3 separate regions of the Mus musculus genome follow, and regions 2 and 3 are each linked to region 1. Evidence: chromatin contacts called from public Hi-C and HiChIP or PLAC-seq data. All regions are on one chromosome and are shown on one strand. Each heading gives the region's core, a stretch centred on a gene start, on an enhancer-like site or on the middle of the called end of the contact. The rest is flanking DNA. Distances are from core to core; before and after follow the strand shown. Region 1 has its middle 150 kb from the start of Gm29922. Region 2 has its middle 79 kb from the start of Gm40217. Region 3 has its middle 20 kb from the start of Gm40217.

Evidence for each region. A called contact is a pair of places that touch in the nucleus more often than the background predicts. HiChIP or PLAC-seq counts read pairs in DNA pulled down with a chosen protein or histone mark.
Region 2: a contact with region 1 is called in an H3K27ac HiChIP or PLAC-seq map of embryonic stem cells, with 7 read pairs. The contact joins two enhancer-like sites. A contact is called at or near these places in 2 of 115 datasets of contacts at active chromatin or transcription factors (craniofacial prominence and embryonic stem cells).
Region 3: a contact with region 1 is called in a Hi-C map of embryonic stem cells, with 2.1 times the contacts expected there. The contact joins two enhancer-like sites. A contact is called at or near these places in 1 of 484 Hi-C or Micro-C datasets (embryonic stem cells) and 2 of 115 datasets of contacts at active chromatin or transcription factors (acute myeloid leukemia and embryonic stem cells).

What each region holds. Positions count from the first base shown.
Region 1 is chr4:105,690,157-105,694,680 of GRCm38.p6, reverse strand. No RefSeq gene overlaps it. Among named protein-coding and RNA genes, the nearest start is that of Gm29922, 150 kb to the left of the region's middle. Within about 2 kb of position 1,945, at least 14 of the 459 cell types and tissues checked have an H3K27ac peak or open chromatin away from gene starts, as enhancers often do. A contact at or near this core is called in embryonic stem cells, where this site is marked.
Region 2 is chr4:105,238,102-105,242,625 of GRCm38.p6, reverse strand. No RefSeq gene overlaps it. Among named protein-coding and RNA genes, the nearest start is that of Gm40217, 79 kb to the left of the region's middle. Within about 2 kb of position 2,150, at least 11 of the 459 cell types and tissues checked have an H3K27ac peak or open chromatin away from gene starts, as enhancers often do. A contact at or near this core is called in embryonic stem cells, where this site is marked.
Region 3 is chr4:105,297,323-105,301,846 of GRCm38.p6, reverse strand. No RefSeq gene overlaps it. Among named protein-coding and RNA genes, the nearest start is that of Gm40217, 20 kb to the left of the region's middle. Within about 2 kb of position 2,301, at least 4 of the 459 cell types and tissues checked have an H3K27ac peak or open chromatin away from gene starts, as enhancers often do. A contact at or near this core is called in embryonic stem cells, where this site is marked.

The DNA.
Region 1 (4,524 bases), core at 696-3,195:
AATCTAGGAATGCATAAGAAAAGTCATGAAAGACTTGCAAGAGTTAAAATAGGAGACTGACTCTTTATAGAGAGTGTTTGTTCAGTGCATGTTCATCTTCTTCTCAAGAGACTATCTGGAAGGTGCTGCAAAACCTTCATGCCTCTTGTCTGCTGATGTCCTTAAGTCTCCCCTGTAGCATCTGTGGCTGGAGAGCTGGGAAGTCTTTTACTTTTCTACTTTCCACAACTTTGGGGAGTGAATCCCACAGTCAAAATTGATCCAAGGGATTCCAAGTACTGGAATTCTCACTCTTCATCCCTAGATACATACTAGTTCCTTCACACTGAGGAACCCAGACAGCAGTCCACAGTGCAGTGTGGATGTGATATGAAGAAGACCCATGTGAGCTAATTTACACAGACCATCAGCTCACGATGCAGGAATTCCAAAATATAAACAACAGGCAGTGCATATCAGAAGGATTGCCAAGATCCAAAGCAGGAGAAATTGTAGTTAATAGTTATTCAATATAAATGGCCCTAAAATGCGCAAATAGTCAAGCCACAGAAGGACAATAAAAAGATTTTTGAAAGTATATGTTGAAATCAAGTTAGCATGAAGAGATCTCTCTATACCCACTTAGCCATCCAAAGCACTTCACTAAAAAAGAGAACTTGTAGAAGTAAAGATAAGAAAAATAAGAAAGGGAAAATGAATTGAGTCTATGGAAGCATTGGATATGCTATAGGGACAATAAAAATAACAACCTTCTTATGAATGGATTAAACAAACTACAAGTATAAAACTTGGCAACAGTAGTACGACAAAGACATATTACACACTCATTAAGTATGCATATTGCTTTTGGATACAGAGATTGGCTAATCTTGAAGTCTACTAGGAAATTTGAAATTTAGGTGCATATGTTAAATTGTAAGAGTAGCTGGGTGGTGGCACATGCCTTTAATCCCAGCACTTGGAGGCAGAGGCAGGCAGATATCTGAGTTCAAGGCCAGCCTGGTCCACAAAATGAGTTACAGGACAGCTACACAGAGAAACACTGTCCCAGAAAATATATATGGTAATATATATATAATACAACACACACACATACACACACACACACGGAAATGCTATCATCAGTTTTGTAAAATATATAAGTACATTATCAGAGAATACGGGGAGTAAGGTGAATTTGTTCTTCTGCTAGAAGACGTGATAGGAGAAATCACAGAGGATTTCAGGGCCCCTAAAGGAAGCCTGGTGAAGCTAACATTATGCTACCAAGTTCAAGAGAGGTTAAGAGGAAGCCAGGAGGCATGCCACCCAGCTCGTTGCTGGGAGTGTAATTGATACTAAATGCTTCCTATCCATAGCCTGCTGATAGTCTTTTGGGGTGGGGGTGGGGGGCAGAGAAACTATGAGGATCTCATTGCTAAACTTCCTACTCTATAAGATAATAAGTTATCACTTGATGGTATCCTAAAAAACAATACTCTGTAATCCAGCTATGGCATCCACTATCTACTGCTAGTGTCATTTAGTTCTTCAAGTGCAAAATATCATTTTGGGAACCAAAAAAGCAATAGCTATCTCACAGAGATTATTTAATGTAGTCTGGATGTACTGAGAGCATTTGCCATAACTCTCCATGTTTCACACACCTCCAGTACATGCAGCTGATAGGAAAGGACGAGCAATTTCCAAGCAAAGAGAAGATAGGCAGTGCTGGAGAGGCTGCAGTGAGTGAGCATAGGCTCAGAGGAACCCAGCACGACATACCAGACAGTAACAAGAGAAGTTACTGAGGAGCTTAGAGGAGACACAGGTTAGGGAAGGCACAGGTTAGGGAAGGCACAGGTTAGGGAGGGCACAGGCTAGGAAGGGCACAGGTTAGGGAGGGCACAGGTTAGGGAAGCACGATAGACGGTGAATCACAGTGATACCCAATCATGGAATTGTTTCTGAAACCCAAGGGCCCTTACTATGGTGCTGGCTATCCAGCCTGGAGACAAAGCCTCCCCACATCCCCACCAGTTACTGGAACTCAGCCTGAAGGCTAATTTCCATTTCCTAAGTGATTTGGGTGGAGCGCAGCCACACCCACTTGTTGACATATTATCTGTGGCTGCTTTGGCTCTTTAATGATGCAGTCCAGTCAGTTGCATCAGAGATCGTGTTTCCAGCAAAGCCTAGAAGATTTACTATCTGGCACTTTTAGGGAAGTCTATGTCTGCCCTAGCTTAAAGGAATATGCAATGCTCTGATGAGCTCTACCACCCTGAAAGGAATGGAGCCAATACCCCATCTTCAGACCAGAGCAACGTGTTATGCAGTTGAGCCAGTTAACAAAAGCCCTTTTGCAGCCTACTTGTTCCAAGTCTGTTCAGTCCCCTTTCTGTGTGCTTCCACTGGCGATGAGATGCCTTAGGTTCCCAGTTTTGTCTCAAGTTTCTGAACTGGGCTTCTGATCCCCTGGTTTAATTGATATAACCAATTTGAAAACACCCAAGACTTTCTGTCCTGTCTTCTTGTGCAAATGTGCTATTTTGTTCAGACCTAGCATCCAGAAAAGGCTGGCCAAAGACAAGGAGACAAGCAAAAAGGCAGATCTAGGTCTTTGCCTTCCAAGAACCATCTCGTAGGTAGTAGGAAAGAGCTGAAAAGTGATATTTGACCAGGAGGACAAACCCAGCTTCATCAAGGCTATGGGTACAAAGGAAGACATTGAGCTCTGGTTTTGAAGACACTAAGTGGTTTAAGATCGGATATGGAACAAACCTTTTATCATATCTGATGTTTCAGTGTGGTAATAACTGAAGGCGGAAGGAGGGAAGATGGTGAGACTGGAGAAAAGGAAGGGAGAAGTTTGACGGTCCTTCTTCCTCTCCCCACCCTTCCATACCCTGTAGTGCAGAAAGCTGCCCCTGTAAGCTCTTGTTATCAGACTCTTGTGGCATCCTGTTCATCTTCCGGTCAGAGATGCTGGGGAAAAGGTTGGATGGCAGGAGAAGATGCTGGGGTCCTCCTATGCCTGCCACTGTTCTGGAGTGTGTTTCTGGTTGCCTACTCTCTGCTGTCTTAGCACTCTTGGTTCAACTTCTTCCTCTGCATCCTCATTATGCTGTGCTCTCCAGACTTTTAGTAAGGAGCTCACCTTTCGTGCTCCTTACAGCCCTATGGATGGATGGCTGCCGCTTGCTCTGTCCTTAGTCTCTAAACCACTGTCTCTCCGTCTCTGTAGCCTCACAGTTCTTATTAGTTCATTGCCACTGTTAAATTTGCTCCATTTAACTTGCTGCATGAGTTCTACTATTTTTCCTGGAGTCAGATTGAAACAGGGATGAAAGATGGAAAAAGACCTCACATTTCTTTGTCCCAGCATCCCTACCCCTTACCATTGGCCTGCAGAGCAGATATACTCAATAAATAACCACAAGTCAACTAAGAAAGACAGAGAAAATTAGTCCTAATTTTCTCAACCCCTAGCAATCATGAATCCAATGAGGATGAAAATGAGGGTGTGGCAGGGTTGGGTTAGGGGGACCCTGGTTTTGTAAATCCTTAAAAGTGAAAGTCTGTCAGTTAGACAGCTCATGAGACAGGGCTGCCACACATGCTGGGACTAAGAGGAAACCACCTTCCCACAAGACTCAGTCTAGACGAGGCAGAGAGCTTTCTGAAGCCTTGAAGCCACTCCAATTTCTGGGGAAGATCAAATGTAGATAAAATACTGGCGCTCTAAAAGCTTTGTGGTTCAAATCAGAAGATGGATGTCAGTTCCTCACTGAATGAGGCTCAGCAGGGAGTCAGGAAGACCAGAGGACAGCAGGCAGGGCTCTCATGGTTTCCAGGGTGGGACCTCGTTCTTAAACCAACCAGTCTTTGTAACTGTATATTTGATCAGGCTTTCCAGGACTCCAATTCTGATCAGCATTTCTCTCCCAAGTAGCAAGATGCAAAGGAAGGAACATAAACTTGAGAGCTCAAAGCAAGATTCTGATTTTCCTTTTGCTGTTTATTGGTCTTCAGATCTTGTTGAAGATAAAGTATCTTTACGTTGCAGAGACTTTTACCTGTTAAGACAGATATGTAGTATCTACATCACATGGAACAGAGCTATTAAAATAAAATTATTTGACATGGAGAGATGTTTGGCAGTTAAGAGTGTTTGCTGCTCTGTAGGGGACCCAAATTCTCTCGCCCTATTGAGTGACTCACAGCTGCCTATAACTCCAGCTCAGGGAAACCTGATGTCCTCTACTAGCTTTTCTGTATACCTGTACTCCTGTGTGTGTGTGTGTGTGTGTGTGTGTGTGTGTGTGTGTGTGCGCAAGCGCACGTGTGTGCATGACATTATTTAATATTTTAATGAAAACAGTAATGGGTTAAAGAGACATGACAGAAAGTAGGTTTCCAGGTGGGGTCTCTGCCTTGGCCCCGGTAGTTAACCTGTTGTTTCTTCACTTAACCAAAAAGGCTGATAATAGCATCTACTTACTGTTGTTGTGATCCAAGATGACTGTTATGAAGCACAGTGCC
Region 2 (4,524 bases), core at 901-3,400, 450 kb after region 1:
AACCCAGTATCACTTACCCAGGAATGGCACTGCCCACAGTGAGCTCCCCCTACCCCTCATCAATCACTAATCATTCTCCCCCAGGTTTACCCATAGAGTAATCTGATGGGGGCATTTTCTCAACTGAAGTTCCTGCTTCTTAGATGACCCTACCTTATGACAAGTTGACTGAAAACGAACACAGCTTTATACCAGACGATCAAAGAATTCCTCCTTCAGAAGGGTGAGGTAAGCTGGGATCTTAATGACAAGGAGGATCAAGGACTGGAAGGACAGAAGGAAGAACATTCCAATCCCCGAGGCAGGAAAGAGATCAAAGCAGGTTAAAACTTCATCATCACTGTTTCGGAAAACCAAGTCCAGGAGAGATACGGGGATCTGCCAGTCTCCCGGGGGGTTGGACAGAGTTAGAAAGTAATTATCATGGGTAAAGCCATTTTCTGACAAGTGTCAGTCAGAGTAGTGAGGTCCTCTGCTCCACAGAAAAGCAATAGCCTTACTGAACCTGACCCCAAACCAGCCCACCTTCTCCCCCTTCCTGCCTTACTCAGGAGCACGTCTCACTCACATCTCCCAGGGTTTCCGCCCACCACCTCCAGGTGTTGAGTCCTAATGTTTATCTCCAGCACAGATGTCTATTGTAACCATCTCCTGCCTGTTGACTCTGGAAGTCTGCCTTCAGCCCAGATGTCTATACTGAGCTTAAAGCATCTAGTCCCCAACTGGAACAAAAGCTCTGCTTTGTTGTATATGTTGTTGTGTGTGCAAGCCAGACATTTGGAAGAACACTGTAGATGATCAGGAAGTAGGTACCAGTGAATTATACAACTGCATACACAACTTTCATTGACCGGACTTGTCTATCTCAATATCCCATGAATAGCTCAAACCCATGCCCAAAGCAGGACTTAAGCTGTAGCTGTCTTCTCCAAACTGCCTTTACCCTCTAAGATCAGGACACACGCTGGAGGACTATTAGGGTCTGAAATGTGGCCACTGTGCTTGCCTCTGGGTTCCTCCATTCGTACAGAGGAAGAAGCCTTTCCTGTTTTAATCCTTCCTGTGTCTAGAATCCATATCTACTTTGCCCTCCTTCATGAAACCTCGCTGCCTTTTGTTTGGGCAGTGAGCATGGAATCATCTCATTTATTTCTCTCCCTCCCACATAAGCCTCTTCTCAATCTGTTCTGCACAATGCCTCCCAGAGTGATCATTAAAAAATATATATATATATATTTCTAGGTTGTCAAAGCTATTGTCCTTGCTAGGCTCGCTATCACTGTGATAAAACACCATGACCAAAGCAAGTTGGGGGGCGGGGACAGTTTATTTGTTTGGTTTATAGTTCCACATAGTCGTTCATTACAAAGCCAGGACAGGAATTCAAGCAGGGATGGAACCTGGAGGCAGGACCTGATGCAGTTGAAACTTATGGAGGGAGACCTGTGGGGCAACGTGTGTGGGGAAATAAAGGGGTGGAAGAGACCCATGTTCCACCAGAGCTAGGGGAGACTGCCGCGGGACCCCACAGAACCAACGTGGGACAGGCGTAGGGCCTCATAGGCCACAGGACTCCACTCCGGGGGGCAGGGGGGAGGCGCAGTCTCAGCCCCAACTCATGGGCACCACAGAGGAGAGCCAGTTTTGGAATCCTTGGGCCGTCCGGGGGCAGGGACGGACAACAGGTTCTCGCTCTTGGACATCCCAGACCACTGTATGTCTTGGAAGAGCTGAGAACAGAACCTCAGGCAGACTCTGGCCTGGGGGCGGAAGGGGAAAGGTTAAGGGGAGAACTCTAGTGGGTTACCACGGGGACAAGAGAGTCTGGCTAGCTCAGACTGCTAGTTCGGTGGGCAGCTTGGGTTGGCTGCTGGAGCACAGGAAGGCCTCCCGGCAGGAGGTTACACGCTGGGCTTGGTGCGGGAAGCCTGTCCTATTGCTCCAGTAAGGTGGATCTTGATGAGCAGATACGGTCCATGGTTTGAAGGCATTTATTGTAGAAAGACAGAGAGAGAGAGAAGGGCAGAGAAGTAGAGGGCATGAACACATGAAGAGAGGGGGAAAGGGAAGGGGAGAAGGAGAGGAGAGCGAGAGGTAAGAGACAAAGAGAGAGCAAAAGCTTAAGAGAGAGAGGAGGGGCCCCGAGCAGCCCCTTTTATTGTGGGCTGGGCTACCTTGCTGTTGCCAGGTAACTGTGGGGTGGAGCTATAGCCAAAATACCAGGAGCTTGGGACATTGTCTACATGACTGATCATCACAGGATTATGGAGTTGAAGAGTTGACGTGTCAGGAGCTTGTGTCTGGGAGCATCGCTTAAGCATTCGGTCCTTTGTAGATTTTTCTACTGGGTCTCCCGAGTATGCCTCATTCGACAAGAACACAGACTGCCTTTCACAGTCCTACAGAGGCCTTTTTTCTGAATTGAGATTCCCTCTTTTCAGATGACTCTAGCTTTTGCCATGTTGACATAAAATTAGCCAGCACAGCTATGAATTCATTCTACATTTATGGAGACTATGTATGTGTGTGTAATTAATATATATTATATATATTAATATATATTATATATATAATCACACATACATACATATATATAAAACATAATTTTAATATATTTTAGGTTTTGACTTTTTTGCTATTAGTAAAATAGACTATTGTAGAAAGGCAGAGGTGGGGGGCGAGAGAAGTAGAGGGCATGGCCACATGGAGAGAGGGGGTAAGGCAAGGGGAGAAGGAGAGCACATATCTAGAAATTTTACAAATAAGCAACTGTATCATTAAAAAAGAGAACTTGGAAAAAAGGAAATTATTAATGCCCGCTATTTGAATTTGAGGGGTCAGGGTTCAAGTCCTACTATTTAGTCTGCGTAGTTCTCCTTTATTCTTAAAATAGAATCAATTCACTGCATTGCTGTTTGTAACTTGTCTTGGTTAGTTGAACTTTATTGTGAATGCTTTTGTGTACCTTGAAAGACACTTTGAAAACCCATATTTATTTCAGGGAGGGCTGACACAGCCTGTGTGCACCTGGAGGTCAGAGGACACCTTTTGAGAGTTGGCTGAGGCACAGGATCTTTCATTTCTACTGCAGTGCTGTGGGCTCCAGGTTAGCTGGCCCATGAACTTCCCGGCCATTCTTCTGCCCCTTCCTCTCATCTCACTGCAAGAGTGCTGGCATCGCAGAGGAGGACCACTACGTCAGCCGGGTTCTAGGCTTGAACCTGGGGAGTCAGATATTCATGGCGAGCATTTTTAAGGGCTTGAGCCATCTCCCCAGTCCTTCCCTGTATCTTTAAATATTATTGGATGCATTCATTTACAACAATCTAGCTGCTGAGCATATCATAATTTTTCTGATCATTGTTAATTACTTAGCATGTCGTGTCATAATGAACACACTTCAATGTATAGTCTTGCACATACATAATTTTGTCTCTGATTATCCCTTTTAAAAATTTCTGCACTTAAAAATTATTAGTTCAAACTACATAGGACTCCTTGATGTGTTTGCAAAGCCGTGTCAACACTACTTATTTAAAAATATTAATCAAGCCGGGCAGTGCTGGTGCACGCCTTTAATCCTAGCACTGTAAAGCAGAGGCGGGTAAATCGCTGTGAGTTCAGGGCGTACCTGGTCTACAGAGAAGAGAGTTCCAGGACAGTTCCAGGACTTGGAGAAATCCTGTTTTGAAAAACCAAAACCAAACCAAACCAAACCAAAAAGCTAGTCAAATCATATTATTCTCTTTCTAAAGAAGCTCTAAAGATGAATTGTGGAGAACAGTTGAGATGTCTGAGGTGCGGCGTTCTGCGGATTTATTCTCAGCTTACCTCTTTGTCTCCGGCTCCTGCTCCTGCACATGAGCCCCTTCCTCAACCACATAAAACGGAAAGCTGATAGGCCGCACCGGAGCTTTGGACCTGATTGAATTTGCCTGGAGATCCTGCTTCCTCGTCCACAATCTGGCTGACTGTTTGCTTTGAAATGCAGCAGTAGTCATCACTCATATAAAATACAGTAGGTCTTCCACTTAAGTGCTTGACGGGAGCCAGACTTGGCTTTTAAAATCATGTCATTTTAACCGTTTCTGCATAAGGCATGCCACGCCTGAATCTGGCTAAGTATATAAATGCTAATTAATGAGAAGCTTACACGGAGATTCAAGGCCAAAGTGTTCTGTTTTGTTTAAACTCTAAGCCCACATTCTTTATCAGTATTATTGGCTTCCTATATAATCTTCCTATCCTTTAGATTCCTCTTCTTTGGGCTTTCTGAAACATGCCGGCTTTTGTCTTTCTCTTTGTCCACAGTTTCAACGGCAGCTCCCTGACTTACGCAGCAGTGGACTGGATGGTGGATGGCAGGCAAACCTTGGTAGTGCTTTCCCAACTCTGCCTCAGTTTCCCTCATCTCCTCTACTGTCGCTGGAGGTGACTTCACAAGGCAGTCTCTCTTTGGGGACTGCCACTCATTTCCTAGGATGTCTTGATTCATTCTGGGGTTTTCCAACTGAGCAAGTGACA
Region 3 (4,524 bases), core at 1,052-3,551, 390 kb after region 1:
GTACACTGTAGCTGTCTTCAGACACACCAGCAGAGGGCAACCATTACAGATGGTTGTAAGCCACCATGTGGTTTCTGGGAACTGAACTCATGACCTCTGTCTGAAAAAGCAGTTGGTGTTCTTAACCACTGACTGAGCCATCTCCCCAGCCTTCACTGTGATTTTTACATACATTTAAATAATAGTATGTTGGGGTGGGGGGAGGAAGAGTGGTTCTAGAGAGATAACTCAGCAGCTAAAAGCACTGGCTACTTTTCCATAGGAGCCTGGTTGATTCCCAGCATACACAGGCATTTCACAACCATCCCTAACACCATTTCCAGGAGGTCTGAGGCCACCAGGCAAGCACTTGGTGCATGAAGGCAAAATGCTCAAACACACAAAATAAATAAATGTTTAAAAACTCTTCAGGGTTATACTGTTTTGTCACGTTGTAAAAATCTATCCTGGAAAGCTTAGCATTTGGATGATGCTCAAAATGTGATACTTTAAGGTTAGTTGTGTACTACTTAGTTTAATAAGTGCCTCCTAGGAGGCTGGTGAGATGGCTCAATGGGTAAGAGCACCTGACTGCTCTTCCGAAGGTCTGGAGTTCAAATCCCAACAACCATATGGTGGCTTACAACTGGCTCACAACCATCTGTAACAGCTACAGTGTACTTACATATAAATAAATAAATCTTTTTTAAAAAATAATAAGTGCTATAGAAAATTACTTGCTACTAAATTACCTTCTATTCAGTCTTTGGGAACCCTGGGAACTACTGACCCTTTTATTGTGGCTGTGGTGCTCCTGTTTCTAGAACATGTGTGGGGGTTATATGGTATGTGGCCATTTCAGATAAGATTCCCTTATTTAGCAACATGTACTATAATCTAGCTTTGTCTTTTCATAACTTGATAGTTTCTTGGTTTTCAAAAATCATGAAATATGCTGGGTGATGGTGGTACATGTCTTTAATCCCAGCACTTGGGAGGCAGAGGCAGGAGGATCTCTTGAGTTCAAGGACAACCTGGTCTGCAGAGCTAGTTCCAGGACAGCCAAGGCTAAAATGAAGAAACCCTGTCATGGAGGGAAAAAAATCATGAGATAATATTCCATCTTACATACATGCCACAATTTGTCTAGTTGTTTGCTTATTGCAGGACATTGTGTGGCTATGAATTTCCCATGCCTTAATTATGCAAGTAAGATGATAGTGTGTGGTTTTCTTCAGGCCTGTTTTAAACCAGTTGAGACATATCTGCAAATACAATCGCTACATTACATGATGAGAGTATATTTAAATAGTTTTGTAAGAAATGACCATGCTTTTCTTCATAGCTAAACATTAGAAGCACAACTTTCATTCACAAGCAGTGCCTGAAACTCTCCTTTCACACTGGGTTGGGCTTCTAACAGTTGCAGGGTAATAATACCTCATGGTCTTGATATCTTGTAACTCCCTGATGACAAATAACTTTGTTCCTCTATCCACACAAGCATTTGCCTTTCTAGTATCTCATTTGATAAGGCCTCTATTTAGATTAAATTGTTTTCTTATCATTGAGTTCACAAGCTCTGTGTATACTTTGAATATAACTCCTTTATCAGACATGTGTTTTGTAAATATTTTCTCCCGTCCTGTGACTAGTCTTCAGGCCATCTTAATAGCATCTTTCAGAGAGGAGGCTTAATTGCAGTGAGCAACCTCTCCTCCCACAGGTGATGCCGCCTTTGATGTACCTCAGAGCTCATCACCAAACCGAGGGGCTCTAAATATGGCTGGCCTCTTACACAACCACTGAATCACTGCTCTTAAAGGGGGAGGACATTATCTTCATTTTATAAGAGAAAGTTGTCTACCACATTGTTTCCCTCTCAAGTATCTTTAAACATGCAAAAGGCACCAGAAGAAAAGAGGTAGTCAACAGTAGCCTAAGACAGAGCCTGACTATCCAAGAGCATAGCTGTATTTGCTGTAATGAGACTATCAAGTTGTCATTTCTGAAGTACACAGTCAGCCCTCCACTTACCAATACCATCACACTATCAGCATTTCCCCCAACCACTATTGCTGCCACCACCAGAACGAACACACACACACACACACACACACACACACACACACACACACACCACTAGTGCTCTGACAAAGCAGGTGCCTTATTAGCGAATGTCCTGTTTTTAATTGGTTGATGTCACTTCACCCAGAACAGTGACATGCTTCACCAGGGACTTTGGAGCCCCAGTTTGGGGAGTAAACCAGACTGTCTGCAAGGAAGGTCAGGCTTAAGTGCCTCACCAATGTCACACAGCTAACAAGTGCCAGGATCTGTCAGGAATGAGGTACTCTGTAGCCAGTGACCCAGAGAGGTCTGGAGGCTCAGTGACGGTGCCAGGGCCCTTGGCAAAGACATCCCCATGCTCAGGATGACAATGCCATTTAAAGAGCTAACCCTCGGCAGAGTGAAAAAGAAGGTGAGGGTCCGGGACCCGCCGAACTTAGGAAATTAGTCTGAACAGGTGAGAGGGTGCGCCAGAGAACCTGACAGCTTCTGGAACAGGCGGAAGCACAGAGGCGCTGAGGCAGCACCCTGCGTGGGCCGGGGACAGCCGGCCACCTTCCGGACCAGAGGACAGGTGCCCACCCGGCTGGGGAGGCGGCCTAAGCCACAGCAGCAGCGGTCGCCATCTTGGTCCGGGACCCGCCGAACTTAGGAAATTAGTCTGAACAGGTGAGAGGGTGCGCCAGAGAACCTGACAGCTTCTGGAACAGGCAGAAGCACAGAGGCGCTGAGGCAGCACCCTGTGTGGGCCGGGGACAGCCGGCCACCTTCCGGACCGGAGGACAGGTGCCCGCCCGGCTGGGGAGGCGACCTAAGCCACAGCAGCAGCGGTCGCCATCTTGGTCCGGGACCCGCCGAACTTAGGAAATTAGTCTGAACAGGTGAGAGGGTGCGCCAGAGAACCTGACAGCTTCTGGAACAGGCGGAAGCACAGAGGCGCTGAGGCAGCACCCTGCGTGGGCTGGGGACAGCCGGCCACCTTCCGGACCAGAGGACAGGTGCCCACCCGGCTGGGGAGGCGGCCTAAGCCACAGCAGCAGCGGTCGCCATCTTGGTCCGAGACCCGCCGAACTTAGGAAATTAGTCTGAACAGGTGAGAGGGTGCGCCAGAGAACCTGACAGCTTCTGGAACAGGCAGAAGCACAGAGGCGCTGAGGCAGCACCCTGTGTGGGCCGGGGACAGCCGGCCACCTTCCGGACCAGAGGACAGGTGCCCGCCCGGCTGGGGAGGCAACCTAAGCCACAGCAGCAGCGGTCGCCATCTTGGTCCCGGGACTCCAAGGAACTTAGGAATTTAGTCTGCTTAGGTGAGAGTCTGTACCACCTGGGAACTGCCAAAGCAACACAGTGTCTGAGAAAGGTCCTGTTTTGGGCCTTCTTCTTCGGCCAGGAGGAGGTCCAAATACAAGATATCTGCGCACCTTCCCTGTAAGAGAGCTTGCCAGCAGAGAGTGCTCTGAGCACTGAAACTCAGAGGAGAGAATCTGTCTCCCAGGTCTGCTGATAGACGGTAACAGAATCACCAGAAGAACAATCTCTAAACAGAGTCAACTATAACTACTAACTCCAGAGATTACCAGATGGCGAAAGGTAAACGGAGGAATCTTACTAACAGGAACCAAGACCACTCACCATCACCAGAACCCAGCACACCCACTTCGCCCAGTCCAGGGAACCCCAACACACCTGAGAACCTAGACCTAGATTTAAAAGCATATCTCATGATGATGGTAGAGGACATCAAGAAGGACTTTAATAAATCACTTAAAGAAATACAGGAGAACACTGCTAAAGAGTTACAAGTCCTTAAAGAAAAACAGGAAAACACAATCAAACAGGTAGAAGTCCTTACAGAAAAAGAGGAAAAAACATACAAACAGGTGATGGAAATGAACAAAACCATACTAGACCTAAAAAGGGAAGTAGACACAATAAAGAAAACTCAAAGCGAGGCAACACTAGAGATAGAAACCCTAGGAAAGAAATCTGGAACCATAGATTTGAGCATCAGCAACAGAATACAAGAGATGGAAGAGAGAATCTCAGGTGCAGAAGATTCCATAGAGAACATCGGCACAACAATCAAAGAAAATGGAAAATGCAAAAAGATCCTAACTCAAAATATCCAGGAAATCCAGGACACAATAAGAAGACCAAACGTACGGATAATAGGAGTGGATGAGAATGAAGATTTTCAACTCAAAGGTCCAGCAAACATCTTCAACAAAATTATTGAAGAAAACTTCCCAAATCTAAAGAATGAGATGCATATGAACATACAAGAAGCCTACAGAACTCCAAATAGACTGGACCAGAAAAGAAATTCCTCCCGACACATAATAATCAGAACATCAAATGCACTAAATAAAGATAGAATACTAAAAGCAGTAAGGGAAAAAGGTCAAGTAACATATAAAGGCAAGCCTATCAGAATTACACCAGATTTTTCACCAGAGACTATGAAAGCCAGAAGAG